Linked DNA regions of Mus musculus: all the other regions are linked to region 1. A link is a contact called in public HiChIP or PLAC-seq and promoter capture Hi-C data. All regions are on one chromosome and are shown on one strand. The core of a region is the stretch at or near the end of the contact, and the rest is flanking DNA. Distances in the headings are between cores, read along the strand shown. Region 1 has its middle 3.5 kb from the start of Gm24136. Region 2 holds the start of Pex11b (peroxisomal biogenesis factor 11 beta). Region 3 holds the start of H3c15 (H3 clustered histone 15). Region 4 holds the start of H4c14 (H4 clustered histone 14).

Evidence for each region. Promoter capture Hi-C pulls out the DNA fragments that hold promoters and counts their contacts. HiChIP or PLAC-seq counts read pairs in DNA pulled down with a chosen protein or histone mark.
Region 2: a promoter capture Hi-C map of embryonic stem cells shows a contact between it and region 1. The contact joins the promoter of Pex11b here to the enhancer-like site in region 1. A contact is called at or near these places in 6 of 39 promoter capture datasets (the C10 cell line, the HPC-7 cell line, embryonic stem cells and 3 more), 2 of 115 datasets of contacts at active chromatin or transcription factors (the 230-238 cell line and embryonic stem cells) and 3 of 9 other capture datasets (adipose tissue, liver and pancreatic islet).
Region 3: a contact with region 1 is called in a promoter capture Hi-C map of embryonic stem cells. The contact joins the promoter of H3c15 here to the enhancer-like site in region 1. A contact is called at or near these places in 9 of 39 promoter capture datasets (the HPC-7 cell line, cranial neural crest, embryonic stem cells and 6 more), 4 of 115 datasets of contacts at active chromatin or transcription factors (bone marrow-derived macrophages, effector CD8 T cells, microglia and 1 more) and 1 of 9 other capture datasets (liver).
Region 4: a contact with region 1 is called in an H3K27ac HiChIP or PLAC-seq map of embryonic stem cells, with 13 read pairs. The contact joins the promoter of H4c14 here to the enhancer-like site in region 1. A contact is called at or near these places in 12 of 39 promoter capture datasets (the C10 cell line, the HPC-7 cell line, cranial neural crest and 8 more), 4 of 15 datasets of contacts at CTCF or cohesin (CD8 T cells, the NIH/3T3 cell line, embryonic stem cells and 1 more), 21 of 484 Hi-C or Micro-C datasets (the C10 cell line, CD4 T cells, CD8 T cells and 14 more), 47 of 115 datasets of contacts at active chromatin or transcription factors (the 230-238 cell line, CD8 T cells, the NIH/3T3 cell line and 29 more) and 4 of 9 other capture datasets (adipose tissue, liver, macrophages and 1 more).

The regions. Positions count from the first base shown.
Region 1 is chr3:96,417,251-96,421,295 of GRCm38.p6, forward strand. No RefSeq gene overlaps it. Among named protein-coding and RNA genes, the nearest start is that of Gm24136, 3.5 kb to the right of the region's middle. Within about 2 kb of position 1,946, at least 18 of the 459 cell types and tissues checked have an H3K27ac peak or open chromatin away from gene starts, as enhancers often do. A contact at or near this core is called in embryonic stem cells and trophoblast stem cells, where this site is marked.
Region 2 is chr3:96,633,377-96,637,421 of GRCm38.p6, forward strand. It overlaps Pex11b (peroxisomal biogenesis factor 11 beta), which reads left to right and starts at 2,054. Exons shown (of 4, transcript NM_011069.3): 1 at 2,054-2,367; 2 at 3,298-3,413; 3 at 3,755-3,956. The coding sequence starts at 2,312. It overlaps Rbm8a (RNA binding motif protein 8a), which reads left to right. Exons shown (of 6, transcript NM_001102407.1): 6 at 1-415.
Region 3 is chr3:96,237,341-96,241,385 of GRCm38.p6, forward strand. It overlaps H3c15 (H3 clustered histone 15), which reads right to left and starts at 1,787. Exons shown (of 1, transcript NM_054045.4): 1 at 1,139-1,787. The coding sequence starts at 1,601. The coding sequence ends at 1,191. H2ac19 (H2A clustered histone 19) reads right to left here and starts at 3,034. Exons shown (of 1, transcript NM_178212.3): 1 at 2,439-3,034. The coding sequence starts at 2,910. The coding sequence ends at 2,518.
Region 4 is chr3:96,261,066-96,265,110 of GRCm38.p6, forward strand. H4c14 (H4 clustered histone 14) reads right to left here and starts at 2,252. Exons shown (of 1, transcript NM_033596.3): 1 at 1,869-2,252. The coding sequence starts at 2,239. The coding sequence ends at 1,928.

The DNA.
Region 1 (4,045 bases), core at 696-3,195:
GAGAACATGCAATCAATCTTGGCATTAGAAACTTTTCTAGTAACAGCAAAAACATGAAAAAGTTTCCTTAAAATGGCAGGCTAACCAAGCAATGTTAGCCTAGGATTCCCCCCCCCCCCCCAGGCAGGGTTTCTCTGTGTAGCCCTGGCTGTCCTGGAACTCACTCTAGACCAGGCTCCAGGCTGGCCTCGAACACAGAAATCTGCCTGCCTCTGCCTCCCAAGTGCTGGGGTTAAAGCCATACCTAGGCTTTCACATTCCATCTAGGCCTTAATATTTTACCAAGGCTTTGTCACTGACTGCTCAAGTTCTGCCTGCAGTGTTAGCACTATCAGCTAAAAACAATAGAGGGCATCGGGAGAAAAATAAAAATTGTTCATTCTTGAAGTGGACTAGGTGTCTTGTGTCTCTGTCTACATCCTCCTCCTATCCAGATCCCCGAGACACCGGTGGCTGTGCTTGCTACGGCACCTGAATTCATTGGAAAGCCATGCAAACAGTCTATGGAGCCTTGGCTGGTTTAGAACACAATAAGTAGACCAATTTGACCTTGAATTTGCTTCAACCCTCCTGCCTTGGCTTCCCTTGAGATTGCAAGAAGCTGGGTAGGTAAGCCACCTCACCCAGCTTCTAATAAATCTAAATTCTAACCATCTTTAAGCCTAGCCCCAAAGCCAAACCTCCCAGTGTCTTCCTTAAGCTTGGATCTGTATTAGACCCTTGGCCAGTGGTACTTACTTTGAGACACCCCCTAGTGAGAAACTGAGATGCGGATCAATGGAAAAGCAAGAGGGTTATTTTCCGGCCTGTCAGGGTCAACCTTCAATTAATCTCTCAAGAGGAATGACTAGAAGGTGACCTTGAATGGCTATTACAAGCAGTTTTTATATTTTCAGGGACAGGTTACATCAGCAAGGTTACAGTCCAAACTTACTGGCTAAGCATACTGACCTTTAAATCTGTTGGCTCTATTTGAACTCTACCTGGTACTTTCCAGAGGGTCAGGTAATTATCAGTCAGTACATTCTGAGAATTTTTTACTCAAGAATGTTCCTGTGGGTGGAGAATGGAACTCGGCCTAGCCTTGACCCCAGGCAGGAGGGGGAAGCTGTAAGGAGGGTGTGGGACTGGAAAAGCCTTTAGAGTCCCTCAATTCCATCACATATTTAAACTCAAATGTTTTTAAATTTTTGGTAAATTTGTCTTGCTGTATTACTTTGTTTCATGATTGTGATTTTGTAAGACCCCTAAAGCTGGGCCTCCGCTCAAGTCCCAGGATGAGCTGGCCAGCACCCCAGTGTCCCAAAAGAAAACCACACCTGATGCAAACTGCAAGAGCTTTTATAATCAGCTTACTGAGGACGAAGTTCCTCCACCATGCAGGGCAGGGGAGTTTGACCCCTAGGGGGCTTTTAACAGCTAGCTGAGGAATTGGGAGGAGTTGGGAAGAGTTGGGAGGAGTTGGAAGGAGAGTTCTTCTTTTCTGGGTGTCCTTGGTGAAATTTACAAGGCAGGAGTGGGGAGTGAGTTCTTTCTGAATTTTTATCTCCGTGTCCTCGGCACACGAAGGCAGGCATCTCTGGTTGTAAAGTATAGAAACAAAAAGGCTTTTTGCTGGCTATAGAGAACAAAGAGCTTCTTTCTGGCTGTATTTTTAAAGATCAGGGAAAACAAGCTTGGGGAACGTCCAGGGGCTTTACCTTCCAGGGAGAAACGCTCGGGGTCCCACAATTTCAACTTAAAGGGGTTGCACTGGTGCTGTTTGTATTCTGATGTTAATTCTGCTTCCTTCAAGAGAAGGCTGCCTGCTCTAGGAGTGTATCCGGTACTCAGGTGATTTCATGGGAACCTTCTCCCCATTCTAACTGGTCCAATAAAGGCTAGAGCCTGTGGTTGGGCAGTGGAAGGGAAAGGTGGGGCTGGAGGTTTTAAAGAGAAAGGGAAGAGAGGAAGAGGGGGAAGGCAGAGGAAGATGGAGGGAGAGGAGAGGAAATGAAGGTGGAGCAGAACCACGTGGTCTGGAGAAGCTGCAAGTAGCCAGAGATCATGTAGCTGGGAATAGAGTAGAGCAGTGGTGAATCTGCCCAGGCTAGGTGTGCGGCTTGTAAATATTATACCCGAGTTGTGTGGTTTTGCATGGGCATATTGGGGTTGGAGATTTACCACGACATTATAGCATTTTAAATTATATACTTCTGTATGCTACTTTTGGATACATACTATGTGACATGTTTACGTAAAAAGGTGCCCCAAACTGCTTCTCTTTGTATCGGTTCTTGCACAACTGAAGTCCCATTACCAAGAAGCAGAGGCTGGACAACCTACTCCACATAATGAGTTCTAGGCCACCCAGGGCTAAATTGTGAGAGGACTTCCAAATAAATAAATTAATTAAAAGGAGTTCTCATAGGAAATCAGTTCAAATTATTTTTAGTTGACAGGACTTAAATCTTGAATGGAGAAATTAAATTAATTTTGTTGGTAAGATGAAGCCATCAGCCTCTCACCTGTGGTGTGTTTAGTTCCACAGCTCACATAGCTGCCTGGGCTTCCAACAACAGAGATGAAGTAGGGCTAAGAAAAGTGATTTCAGGCCCAGGGCCAAACCCAGGCAATGGCTTCGCTCTGCGCTTGGAAGCAGGTGAATCTTGTTTATTGATCTGTGGCCTGGCAACTATCCTGCGATCATCTGTTAACTTGACATGTCCAATTCACTTTTACTGGGTTTTCTTAATGGCTGAGAAATCTGCAAAGGAAAATAGATTGACTTCTTTCCACTGTGGTTGTCGTTTATGTCTTCTTACCCACCTGTCAAACATCTCCAACAACAAAAAATAAACTCAAGCTTTGGTTTGTTTGTTTGTTTTTGGTTTTTTGGTTTTTTATTTAGATTGACTTGTTTAGTGTTTTCCTTTGTGTATGTATGTGCACTACGTGTGTGCTTGGTACCCACAGAGTTCAGAAGAGGTTCCTCTGGAGTTAAAGATGGTTGTGAGCTACCATGTAGGTGCTGGGAATCAAATTCAAATCCTTCGATTTCAGCTTGGTATTCGATGTGTACCACCATGTCTGGTTTCCAACAGTAATATTGATGATAATAAATATAGGGACCAAATTCATGTCAGTGGATTGGAAAACTACCAAGTAAAATATATTTATTTGAAAAGTTGATGCCAACTGTCATAACAGGAGTGGGCCTTTCACCCACATTAATAATAATGGCAAATGCTAACAAAATTATTTATTCCATGGAAGATCTCAGACTCGGGTACTAAGAGCTTCTCACTCCTCTCTCTGGGTATCGGTGGCATCTCAGAGATGTGTGACCTTAACTACTGGTCTGGAGCAGTTGGAATAGAGATATGTCCAAGTACATTCCGGCATTCTAGAAATGATATTAATGGAAAAAGTTCTATTTTGGGGTGTTTATGATGTTCTGGACAAACCTTTAACCCTTCACACAGGACTTTCTTACTGGATGCTAAGCTCCAAATACTTTAGAGAACCAGACATGGAAGGAGGAAGGCAGGAAGCCCAGAAATATGAGGTCACCACATGTTTGGGTGAGATGGAATAATACTGAAGTTATTTTGTGGATGGATACCCCATTAATCACACTACAAAACAGTCTGTGGTGGCCAGACACGGACTGCTGTGTGCTGGCCCCATGGCTGTATTAATTAGTACCTCCCACCCACAGGCTGGTGAGCACCATCAAAAATGACCCCTGAAAGCTGAAGTCTGTAAGATGGTGGGTAAGCCTGGAAACAGCCTGGATCACGAGGAATGGAGAATGGCAGAGCCAGACAAAGTAGAGGGGTCAAGAGTGGAAAGTGTGGGTTGTGGAGGCTTGGTGTCATTGGCTGCTAGCCCCTCCCACAAGTCTGTCTCTCCGTCAGAAAAGTCACAGGACTAGAAGGCTGCTGAAGATTTATTTGCACCAAGTATGAAAGCCAGAGTTCCTTGCATATCACGGAGTCAGGGTGGTCAGAGAGGGAGCAATGTCTGTCCCCCTGGGCAGTCTGGGTTTATATGCTTTGCAAGA
Region 2 (4,045 bases), core at 804-3,303, 220 kb after region 1:
CTAAAGAATCATAAGTTGAAGTCATCCCCAGCTGCATAGCCAGGTGGAGGATTAGCCTATGAGATCTTGTCCTGGGTGAAAGGGGATGGAAAGGGGGGAAACCTCATCAATTTACTGTGTGACCTTCTAACTCCCCTTCTTTATACAGAACTTAACCATGTACAGTAGAAACCCTCTTTAACATACTATGACTTTAAAACTTGAGCTTAAAGAAGTAAGCAATTTCTTGGGGCTGGTGAGATGGCTTAGCGGGTGGGTAAGAACCACCTCTTCCAGAGGTCCTAAGTCCAAATCCAGCAACTACATGGTAGCTCACAACCACCTGGAATGAGATCTGATGCCCTCTTCTGGTGTGTCTAACGTCTGCTACAGTGTACTTACATATAATAATAAATAAATCTTTAAAAAAAGGCAATTTCTTACTATTCCTAATGTCATTCTTTATACCATAAAATTTTCAAATTTTGGCTGGTACACGCCTTTAATCCCAGCACTCAGAGGAGGCAGAGGCAGGCAGATTTCTGAGTTCAAGGCCAGCTTGGTCTACAAAGTGAGTTCCAGGACAGCCGGGGCTATACAGAGAAACCCTGTCTCGAAAAAAAACAAAAAAAGTAAAGTGAGGATGTCAGATATATTGGAGTTAGAAACAGTTGTGAGCTGGAAGAGCAGACTGTACCCTTAACCACTGAGCCATCTCTCCAGACTCCTCCCTCACCCCCACCCCACTTTCTTTCTCCAGGCTGGTCTGGAACTCACAAAGAAAGATCTACCTGCCTCTTCCTCCCAAGGCTGGTATCAAAGGCATGCACCACCACTACACAGTGGTTTTGGTTTAAATATCTAATGAGGTTTTTGCCTGCATGTATGTTTATATACTATCTGTGTTCCTGGTGCCTGAGAAGATTAGAACAGGGCTCCAGAGCGTCTGGAACAGAAGTTACAGATGCTGTGAGCTGCTATGTGGATGGGGGATTCAATCTGTCTTCTGGAAAAGCAGCCAGTAGAAAAGCAGCAGAGCCAACTCCAGCCCTAGATTTCTTTTTATAGTGGTTGTAGAGATCTTGTTTGTGATATTGTAGGTTTTTTGTTGTTTTGGTTTTTTTCCTCCTCACAACTATAGTCAGGCTATTGCTGCTACAGGCAAGTTTTTTTTGTTTGTTTGTTTTTGTTTTGTTTTTCAAGACAGGGTTTCTCTGTGCAGTTCTGGCTGTCCTGGAACTCACTCTGTAGACCAGGCTGGTCTCAAATTCAGAAATTTGCCTGCCTCTGCCTCCCAAGTGTTGGGATTAAAGGCGGGTGCCACCATGCCCGGCTTCGCTTTTTTTTTTTTTTTTTTTTTTAAATAATGTGTAAAGGTGTAAAAGTGTTTTCCTTGTGTACCATGTTCATGCCTGGTACCTGCTGAGGTTTGAGAAGGGTGTTGGATCCCCTGGAGTTTACCCCCCTACTGCCTCTCCCCATCCACTTCATTTCTCTTCAGAAGAAGGCAGGTCTCCGTTAGGTATCAACAGCATGGTATATTAAGTTGCAGTAAGACTAGGCACCTTCTTTGATTAAGTCTTTCATGAGGCAACACAGCAGGAGGAAAGGGTCCCGCAGAATCAGAGACAGCCCCTGTTCCCGCTGTTAGAAGTCCCACAAGAAGACCAAACTACACAACTATAGCATGTGCGAAGCAGTCTCATGCAGGCTCCCTGTAGCAGTTCAGTCTGAGCCCCTATGGGCCCAGTTTACTTGACTCTGTGCATTTTCTTGTACAGTCCTTCCCCTTGTCTTATGCAAAATTCTCCAAGGTCTGCCTAACTTTTGGCTGTGGGTCTGTGCCTTTGTTTCTACCAGTTGCTGTGTGAAGCCTCTCTGATGACAATTGGGCTAGGCACCAATCTTTGAGTATAGCAGACCATCGTTGTCAAGCGGCATCTCATTACATCCGCTTTCCCTAGGACAAATAGTCTAGGACAGGCTTCTGCTGTTCTGGGCGTTTGGGGCGGGTGGCGTGTGCGCCTTGGCGGCAACCTACAGCGCCTCCTGGCTCCCGCAGGCCCCACCCCTTGCTGCTGAGAATTTAAAGCAGAATGTGCTCCTAGGGGCGTGCTTAAAAGCCGGAGACCATCCCAGAGAAGGGTGAGCTGCCGGAAATGCACCCACGATCTCGCTTCGCGTCCTGAAATTCCACTTCAAGGCCGGCTCCGGCTGCTTGGCTTTCCTGCCGCCGTTTGTCCCTCGCGAAGCCCCGTTGCTCGCCCAGGAGGCGTGACTTGGGGCTGGAAGCAGGCGGGCCGCTGCGCCGTGGGCCCGGGCTGCCGCTGTCATGGACGCCTGGGTCCGCTTCAGTGCTCAGAGCCAAGCCCGGGAGCGGCTGTGTAGGTGCGGCCGACGGAGGAGCGCGGGCGGGAGGGCAGAGCAGGGTCCCGCGAGGCGACGGGCGCGCTACGGGGTCCCTAAGGGTCAGCTGTGGCTACGGGGGCCCGCGCGGCCCCGGAGGCGTACTCCGCAGCCGGTTGTGAGATGATTCTTCCCTGCTCAAGGGAAAGATGGGGAAACTGAGGCATGAGTGGGCCAGCGGGGAGGCCACCTAGGTTTACTGTGTCCACAGAGAGCAACAGTTTCCTCGCTGCTGTGGTGGCACGAGGGGCGATCCTCTCGGTTCTGCGTCCTCTCACCAGTTGTGACCTAGGAGCCTCGCTATCTCGGCTCTTCTTCGGTTTCCATCAGTCCAAGAACCTTAATCTATCTCTTAGTTTACCTACCCGGAGAACTAATCTGCCCTTCAACTAGATCTTCCTCTGTCGTGTTTCATGTATAAAATCGCAGTGTGGACGTCTGCGATGAACCCCGGGCTGCTTACTGGCCCTAAACTTTAGGCCTCATCATTTTCAAAACTCTTAGTCTCTTAACTCCAAAGAGTGCTCTCCACCATCTTCTAGGCTTTATTTTCCTCGCATGTCTTTCCCTTCCCCTGGCTTTGAGGAAAAAAATGGAAAGATATTGGTGTGAAACCGAGGAAGTGTCCCTGGTGGGGTTTTTGTTTACCAATTATTATTTGTCTGAGTGTTTGGTCTGCAAGAATGTATGTGTACCACATGTGTGTCTAGTGCCTGCAAAGGACAGAAGAGAGTGGTGGATCCCTGGAACTAGAGTTACAGACAGTTATGAGCCACCGTGTGGGTGCTGGGAGTGGAACCCGGGTCCCCTGCAAGAGCAAGTGCTCTTAACCGCCTCACCAGCCCACGGAGGATATGGTTGGCAGAGGGGTTAGGGAGGCCTGTCCCTTACTCTACGTGTCCTCCCCTCCAGGGCCGCCCAGTATGCCTGTTCCCTTCTCGGCCATGCTTTGCAGAGACATGGGGCTAGTCCCGAGTTACAGAAACAGATTCGACAACTGGAGGGTCATCTGAGCCTCGGACGAAAGTGTAAGTAAAGCAGACCTTCCTCTTATCATCCTCAGCTGGTAGCCCATGGCCTCTCCTCCCGTTCTGCCAGTTCGCCATCATTTGCCACTCTCCTGCATGCCTCCAGTTGAGGTCAGAGAACAGGTATAAGGAAGTTAGCACTGATTGGAAAAACACGGCACGAGAACACTAAACTGGCACAAAAATGAATTACGATTGGAAGTTAAGAAAAAGAACAAATTATTTTTACTCTTTCTTCCTGTATGTTATTATTGCTTGCTCAACTTTTATTTTTCTCTTCCCCACCCCCACCCCTGCCTCTGGACTTCAAACCCTTGCTTTCCCTTGTTAATCTCTACAAGTGCTACGCCTGGGGAACTCAACAGATGCCCTGGAGTCAGCCAAAAGGGCTGTGCACCTGTCAGATGTCGTTCTGAGATTCTGCATCACTGTCAGTCACCTCAACCGAGCCTTGTACTTTGCCTGTGACAATGTCCTATGGGCTGGAAAGTCTGGGCTAGCTCCCCGAGTGGACCAGGAAAAGTGGGCACAGCGTTCATTCAGGTTGGTTTTCCTTTTATCCTACAAGACTATGTGTAGCCTTCATTCTGCAAAGCTTGCAAAGCTTGCATCGCTTGTAATAGTAAACATTT
Region 3 (4,045 bases), core at 537-3,036, 180 kb before region 1:
AATAAGGCGACCTTAAAAGTGAGAACAGCAAAGGGAGGCCATAGCTCTCCTTCCTACGCTAGGGATCCCTGACTGCCTTACATACCATGACATACACAGCCTGTCAGCATCCAGAGCTCTTGTATTTAAATTGGTTGATATCTTGCTTTTAAATCTGCCTTAGTTTCAACTCATGGAGTAAATTTGCATGCTGAGGGGGTCTGCTTAGCCACTAAGAGCTTTGATGGACCAAAATCACTTAGTTCTAAGAACTTTTGGGCCCAACCTTTGAGGCAAAGCTCAGTAAGATGCTGGGGACAAATGGGCTGTCTCCACACAGCTTTAACTATTGCTAGTTTGCTCTCTGGAAGTTTCCGGCAGAAACCGAAAGGAAGGTCCATGACAGTGATCTCCATAAGGTATTTACTGTGCTCTTGAGTCTCAGGTCCGACACCCACCCCTGCAAAGACTGTCCTCACGCTAAGGAATTGTAAAGGGATTCCCCTTTGATATCCAGTGTATTTCGGTCCAGAAAGGTGCCTGCCAAAGTGGGAAGGGGGGAATGGAGTTGTCATTTTGAAGTAAATTAATAGGAGTAAGAGGAAAAACTACCCAATTGCCATTGAACCATATCATAGCAATAAATGCTGAATCCCAAGTAGCTAGCAGGTCTTCTAATCAAGTGTTAGAGAACAAAGCTTTATCACTGGATATTACTCATAGTCCACTTACCACCGACGTTGAGCCCCGTAAGCCTCAGACATTGCATTAAATGAGCAACAATAATCTTCAGTCGTCCAGAAGTCTGGTGATGTAATTATGAGCTGTAAGCTAGATCTCAGCCTTCAGCTACTTACAAAGCCTTCTCTGCTCCAGCTGGGTAGGAACATTACATAGTATCCACCAAGCCCCAACCCTCCGTAAGATTATCCCCTCCCCTTAGACTGAGGTGGTGAACCTACTTCGGGTTAACAAGCTAGGAGTCTGAATAAGACCGCAATTAACGTTAAACAACTTACACTAAGGGCATTCAAACCTTCCTTGAAAGCAACCATTATGTAGACATAACAGGTATAAGTCAGATACCAACCTAGAGCTATGGAGCGGGATAATGTGCGGACAAAGCTCTAAGCGAAGTAAACAGCTCTTTCCGGGAAGCTGTGGTGGCTCTGAAAAGAGCCTTTGTGGGGAATGGATGGGAGACAGGGCGCTTAAGCGCGCTCCCCACGGATGCGGCGGGCCAACTGGATGTCCTTGGGCATGATGGTGACGCGTTTGGCGTGGATGGCGCACAGGTTGGTGTCCTCGAACAGCCCCACCAGGTAGGCCTCGCTCGCCTCCTGCAGCGCCATGACGGCCGAGCTCTGGAAGCGCAGGTCCGTCTTGAAGTCCTGCGCGATCTCGCGCACCAGGCGCTGGAACGGCAGCTTGCGGATCAGCAGCTCGGTCGACTTCTGGTAGCGCCGGATCTCCCGCAGCGCCACGGTGCCGGGCCGGTAGCGGTGCGGCTTCTTCACGCCGCCCGTGGCCGGGGCGCTCTTGCGGGCGGCCTTGGTGGCCAGCTGCTTGCGCGGGGCCTTGCCGCCGGTGGACTTGCGGGCAGTCTGCTTCGTACGGGCCATGGCGAAGACGGAAGACACCCAAACGAGGAGCACTCGGGGACCTGATACCGGCCCGAGCCGGCCGCCTTTATAGGCGCAGTCTTCCCCGCGGCGGGGCGGAGACAGCGACTTGAAACTCCCGCGCTGCCGCGCCATTGGCCGTGGCGTCACCGGCCCCGACCTCGCCCATTGGCTCGGGCCCGCCACGCCACCTGACCCGCCCCCACCCGCCCCCCACGTCCAGCCCCGCGCCCGGTCCACTTGCCAACGTTCTGCGAGGGTGGAGCCACGTCTGGCAGCTGCCCGTAGAGGGCGGGTCCCGGCTCTGCCCAAGAGGAGCTCGCGCGCCCCCGCCCGCCGCCCAAAGTCCCAGGGCAGAACTAATCTAGTGTTTGTGCAGCACCGCCCAGCCACAGCCACAGTCCCAGCCCCAGTCCCCCATGATCCCTAGAGCCGGCCGCGTCCAGTCCTCGCGGGACACCTCCTCCTCCTAGACATTCCCCAAGGACCGGACGAGAGCGCGGCTGACTGCGACTTATGTCTAGATTGGCCTAGACGTCCTAGTTGAGTCTTAGTCCTGGGAAGGGTCAGGCGGGTGGACGCTGAGTGAGGGACAGTGTTGTGTAGGACAAGGGTGTGGGCAGATAGGGGCTAAATGCTTGGGACGGTCAGCGAGAACCGCGTATCCGCTCCGCCGAGGCAGGGCATGAACCAAAGAGCGACAACAGACTAACTACCAGGGGGAACCACGGGCAGGATGGGCAAGGAAGCAGAGGACACGACACTCTTACTTTTGGGGCAGGGCCAGGAAAGGCCACCAAGACCGGCTACCGTGACACAACTCTTTATCTGATTCAGTGGGTGGCTCTGAAAAGAGCCTTTTTAGGAGCTCGCGGGGGTTATATCACAGAGACGCGGGCCGACGCGAGCAGTGGCCTCACTTGCCCTTCGCCTTATGGTGGCTCTCCGTCTTCTTGGGCAGCAGCACGGCCTGGATGTTGGGCAGGACGCCGCCCTGCGCGATCGTCACTTTGCCCAGCAGCTTGTTGAGCTCCTCGTCGTTGCGGATGGCCAGCTGCAGGTGGCGCGGGATGATGCGCGTCTTCTTGTTGTCGCGGGCCGCGTTGCCCGCCAGCTCCAGGATCTCGGCCGTTAGGTACTCCAGCACCGCCGCCATGTATACCGGCGCGCCGGCACCCACACGCTCCGCGTAGTTGCCCTTGCGCAGCAGCCGGTGCACACGCCCCACCGGGAACTGTAGCCCGGCCCGGGAAGACCGCGACTTGGCCTTGGCGCGGGCCTTGCCTCCTTGCTTGCCACGACCGGACATCACGAAAGCGCAAACAGACGAACGGCCACAACCAGGAAACGGTACTCCGGCGCCGACGCCTCACCCTTTTATAGACGCAGACCCGATTGTCCGCCCGACGCTCTCATTGGCTCACACGCGTCCTGACGCCGTGGCCAATAGGAGCGCGCGGACAGAAGCCTCTCATTTACATAAGACCGGCTCCCTCGCCCCGGCGCCGCCCTGGAACGCGCGAATCACGACGCGCGTGCTCGGTGGCTTCATTTGCGTGCGGCCGTCGTTGCGACACTCCGCGGGTCGCCGGGCGGCTGGGCTTGCTCGCTGTTTCTCCTGCTCTGGAAGCTGGCAAAGTGTGCCCTGCATCCAAGAGGGCCTGAGTTAATCACTTACTTAAGTGTAGGTTTTCCTTCGAGGAATACTGGAAATTTAGTTTTTTATACCTAAGGAGTAGCGGATAATTCTCATAGCCTCTTTATTTTTCTACTTGAAACAGTGTAAAACCTACTTGTTTCATTTTAAGCGTTTATCGCTGGGAGCCTTACTTTAAAATCGTTAAATTTAAAGGTTATTTTCTTAATCCATACACATCTGAGAGTGCTTGAAAAGACCAAGTACAGTTCGCCTGGGGTTTACTAAAATTATTTTTTTGCCACTCAGATTTGTACATAAGGAATCGAAATAACTTAAAAAGTAAACCTTACGCTGCTGCTTTTGTCTATCATTTGTCCTGATGGCTCTCAGAAGCTCCTTTTAGGAGCCTTCCAGGCTGTCTGGGGCTAGAGTGACTCGGAGTACCATATCCGGACTGCCATTATTTTAGCATCGCATCAGTTATGCTCGGTAAAATACAGCCAGCATTTTTCAATCTCTGAAATTTGTAATAAGGTTCGTTATCGATGCATTAGAATCACTGATTAGGCATATTGAGTGTAAGCTTAGCTCTAGTAACAGGTATATTGTTACATAGTAACATAGTTACAATCTTTATATTTTACATTGTTACATATTGTGGAGATGGAATTCTAGTCTTGTGGAGGAATCGGCAAGAGTGTAGCACTAGGATTTTGGGTTGAAGCTAGGTAGGCAGTGGATTTTTTTGGATTTTGGTGGGTTTTTTTGTTTGTTTGTTTGTTTTTTTTTTGGTTTTTTCGAGACA
Region 4 (4,045 bases), core at 1,002-3,501, 160 kb before region 1:
TGGTTGCCTCATACGGTCTTGTAAAACATTACCATTGGGGGAGAGCACATTAAACATGGTCTGAGTTATGCTTCTTACAATTGCATATAGTTATCTAAAATGTATTTCCTTTAACCACAATAATTATAGGTGGATCAACACAACTATATTCCTATGGTGATCCTCACAGTATACCCGAGGTGATATACACTAAAATCCAACTTCTCCGATTGGAAGTTGGATTTTCATAAGTGATCGTGAAACGGAATGCAGAGGCTGCACGTCATCTCACCTGAGTAAAAGGTTAATATGCAATAGCAAAAATAAAATAAAAACAAGCCCACAGCCAATAACATGTTCAACCCAAATCAGCGTGCTACAGAATATAGATGCATACATAGAGAATGGCTTACTGCGTTCTTGGCCATGTTGAGAATTTGCTTTTGCCTTATCAAAATTAAAATGCACCATCTGATCAACGGTACACATGTTTTGGCAAGTCTCTTTCTAAACAGGTCCCAACACACCACACACCTGAGTGGCTTCTAAGATTTTCTTTCACTAAATAATATAGTGTGCCTCCACTCACTTATTGTTCACGGTGGTTTGGTTTTGTGTTTGTTTGTTTGACTATACATTCTTTTCTTTTTGTTGTTTTTAAGATTTTATTTTATGTATACGAATACACTGGTCCTCTCTCTTCAGTCACACCAGAAGAGGGCATCGGATCCTATTAGAGATGGTGAGCCACCATGTGGTTGCTGAGATTTGAGCTCAGGACCTCTCAGTCCCCTCTCCAACCCTCAAGGGGTTTTTTGTTTGTTTGCTTGCTTGCTTTGTTTTGTTGTTTTGTTTGTGACAGGGTCTTGTGGTTCAGGCTTTCCCCCAAACCATGCAGAAGTGGTCCTTGAACCCCTAACCCTTGTTTCCTCCCTGACTTGCTGGGATTATAGCTGTCACCACCTGGCTTGCTTATGTTATGGGACATTAAAATGTCGTTGCAATTGTATCCCAGCAGAGCTTCGATCCCAGTCCACTATTTCCTAGATCCATGCCTAAACTGAGGAGTTTTGCGAGGACTTTTGGGGGTCCTGCTTGGTGTTTAATTGTAAAGACACCGGAGACATCTGGATACAATAAAGCTGTTGGCCTGTTTGCTGAGACAGTCCCTCAGCTAACCCATCTACCTAACCCGACCGACTTCTTGCCACTGTGTCCCACCACGTGTCTCTTTAAATCCCTGTTCCGTTCTTGTCCCTGCTTGTCTCCCGCCTGTCCGGCCCAAGCTTCTGCTGCCAGCTCTTTATTCTGCAGGAGGCCATACGCCTAACTCTTCCACTGAGCCAATCAGCAGCAGGACAACGCCCGGTCTCTCTTACGTAGCCTTTTGGCGCAGAGGGTTACGTGACCTCCATCTAGGCAGCTAGCTTTCTAACATGGCCTGAAGAAAATCTTTTGGGAAGATGAGGAAGGATAAAAGGTGGGTTGTGGGGCCATAGAAACAATACCAAATATCCGGTCAAGCACAGCCACTCATTGGAAACACAGGGACACAGCCACATAGCCATTTGATGTGTGGACATAGGTCATCCCATCCAAAGGGTCTCCTTATTGCAATTCTGCTCCAAACAGCTAAAGAAAATCTTAGCCAGTCTCTTGACCTGACAACCAGCTCACACACTAAGTAGGAATTAAAATTCCCAGTGTGAGCTATCCTGCTGGATGCTATCTATCCGCCGTGGTATAGAAACTTAAGTGGATGGCTCTAAAAGCGGAACACCTAGTAGCGTTGAGTCACAAGGAAAACTAGCGTCTTTACCTTACCGAGTCTAAACCCACGGTTATTACCTGTACAACCCAAGTCAGTGTCAGCTCTCCTGAAGAGACTGTGGTTGGCCCTAAAAAGGGCCGTTAGGGATGGGGGGGGGGGGAATTGAAGCGGCGGCGTCTAGCCTCCGAAGCCGTAGAGGGTGCGGCCCTGGCGCTTGAGAGCGTACACCACATCCATAGCGGTGACGGTCTTGCGCTTGGCGTGCTCGGTGTAGGTGACTGCGTCGCGGATGACGTTCTCCAGGAACACCTTCAGCACACCACGGGTCTCCTCGTAGATGAGGCCGGAGATGCGCTTGACCCCACCGCGCCGAGCCAGGCGGCGGATGGCGGGCTTGGTGATACCCTGGATGTTGTCACGCAAGACTTTGCGATGGCGCTTGGCGCCACCCTTGCCTAGACCCTTTCCACCCTTTCCTCTGCCAGACATGGCTAATGTAATCTGAAACACCAGCTGGTGAGGCATTGGAGGTGGAGTGCCACTAATATATGAGAGGATCGGACCAGATTGAAAACTGAAAGCGCGCGGGCGGGAACCTTTCTAAATTATCCGGGCTCTGGATGTTGCATCATCTTCCTGTTTTTCTTTTCTCTTCTCTGCCCTCTACCGGTTCCTTACAGTCTCAAGCCTTTATTTTTTTATTTTCGATTTTCTTAATTATGGTGCCGAAGTCCCTCGGAGAATTCAGATTCCTCCAAATAAAACTTAGAGATAACACAGACTTTAGAAAGCACTGACGCTAAAAAGACAAAAGACCGGAGAAAGAGAAAGTTAGAGATGAGGGGGGAGTGCGCTGCACTGAAGGGCCCGGAGCTCCTGTTAGGTAAAAACCGCAGCAAAAGTTCCAGTAACCAGCGTGACAATCGAAAGCAGAGGACCCAGGAATGTGTGTGGAAGGGAAAGGTCGCGGGCGTTTCTGCGTACAGTCGCCTGTTTCGTTGATAGAGACACATTATTCAGATCAAGCAGAAACTAGATCATAGGAAAACTGAGGATGCCGCCGATCCTTTTCACCGAGGTCAGTGGGTTTCCACGCTCTTCTACCCAAAGGCCCGCTGACTAGCCGAGCAGCCCGGGAATGCTGCTACGCTCGTTTCCACAAGTCCTTTGAGGCCCGCCCTTTGTTTTCAGTTATTCCAAACTGTCTCTACTATGCAGTAGACTAAAATTCACTTTTTCAAGTGTGTGTCTGCTTTATACAGTGACGCCCTGGGAAATGAACTGGAGTCTGTACTTCTAGTATGTCCGTCGTTCCCAGGGCCACCCATAGAAGAATCTTGAGAAAGCATTCTGCATCAGAAAGAACGGTAGTGGGTTGGTTGGGACTTGTTTTTAAAGTGATCTGATAGGCCTTGTTCTGACTGTTCCTTTATTCTAACATCTATATGTGCTCATGAATCCCCACCACCACCACCACCACCTTTTTTCTATCCAGATTTTCTGGCTCCAGACATGTAGATAGATGTAGGTTTTGAGTCACCTTAGGCTGGGGGCTCAGACTCCCCTCTCAACTCAAATGTTTTAAACCTAAGACCTGTGAATTGTAGATCTTAGAGGGAAGAGAGCTCCCTCCTACCCCAGTAACCCTGGGCAGTCATACACGTCTCTTGATGGATAGATCCTGTTTGTAGACATGCCTCCATGCCCAAACTAGCACCCTAGAATTCAGAGCCTCTCCATCCCGCAGCCGCTGTTTTCTCATTCCCATGGCGACCCCTGGAAGCTGTGTTGCTTCATATCTCTGTATTGTGCGGACTTCTCCACATCCTTGACTATGTCCCTAATGGGATGTGATTTCTGTGTCTTCTTTCTTTTTAAGGTGAAGTGCAGTAGAGGCTCAATAGTTGTTTATGGGTGGACAGCTCCTGCCTTTGCCTCTTTCCTTGTAAAATAAAACAACCACGTGCCAGGCTGACAGGGCTTTGGTACCAGGGCCTGAGGCAGACTCAGAGTCTACCATCTTTTCAGGTGAAGGGAATCAAGAATATTCTCCTACTTCGGACATGAGAATCATTTTGAGCAGAAGGGTTGAGATTTGTTTAAGAGTGGAACCTGCAAAAGATATCAATATTTTATCCTGTTTGCAGAAAATCCTGAGTGGGAAAGGGGGTGGGAAGGGAGTAGGGAAGGGGGTGTGGACAGGGGTGGGCAACAATAACGTTGTTCTCTTTTCAGGGGTGAGACCTGAGCCCACTCCTGACAGACGCTGTCTCAGGACTAACCTGTCCCTGTCTA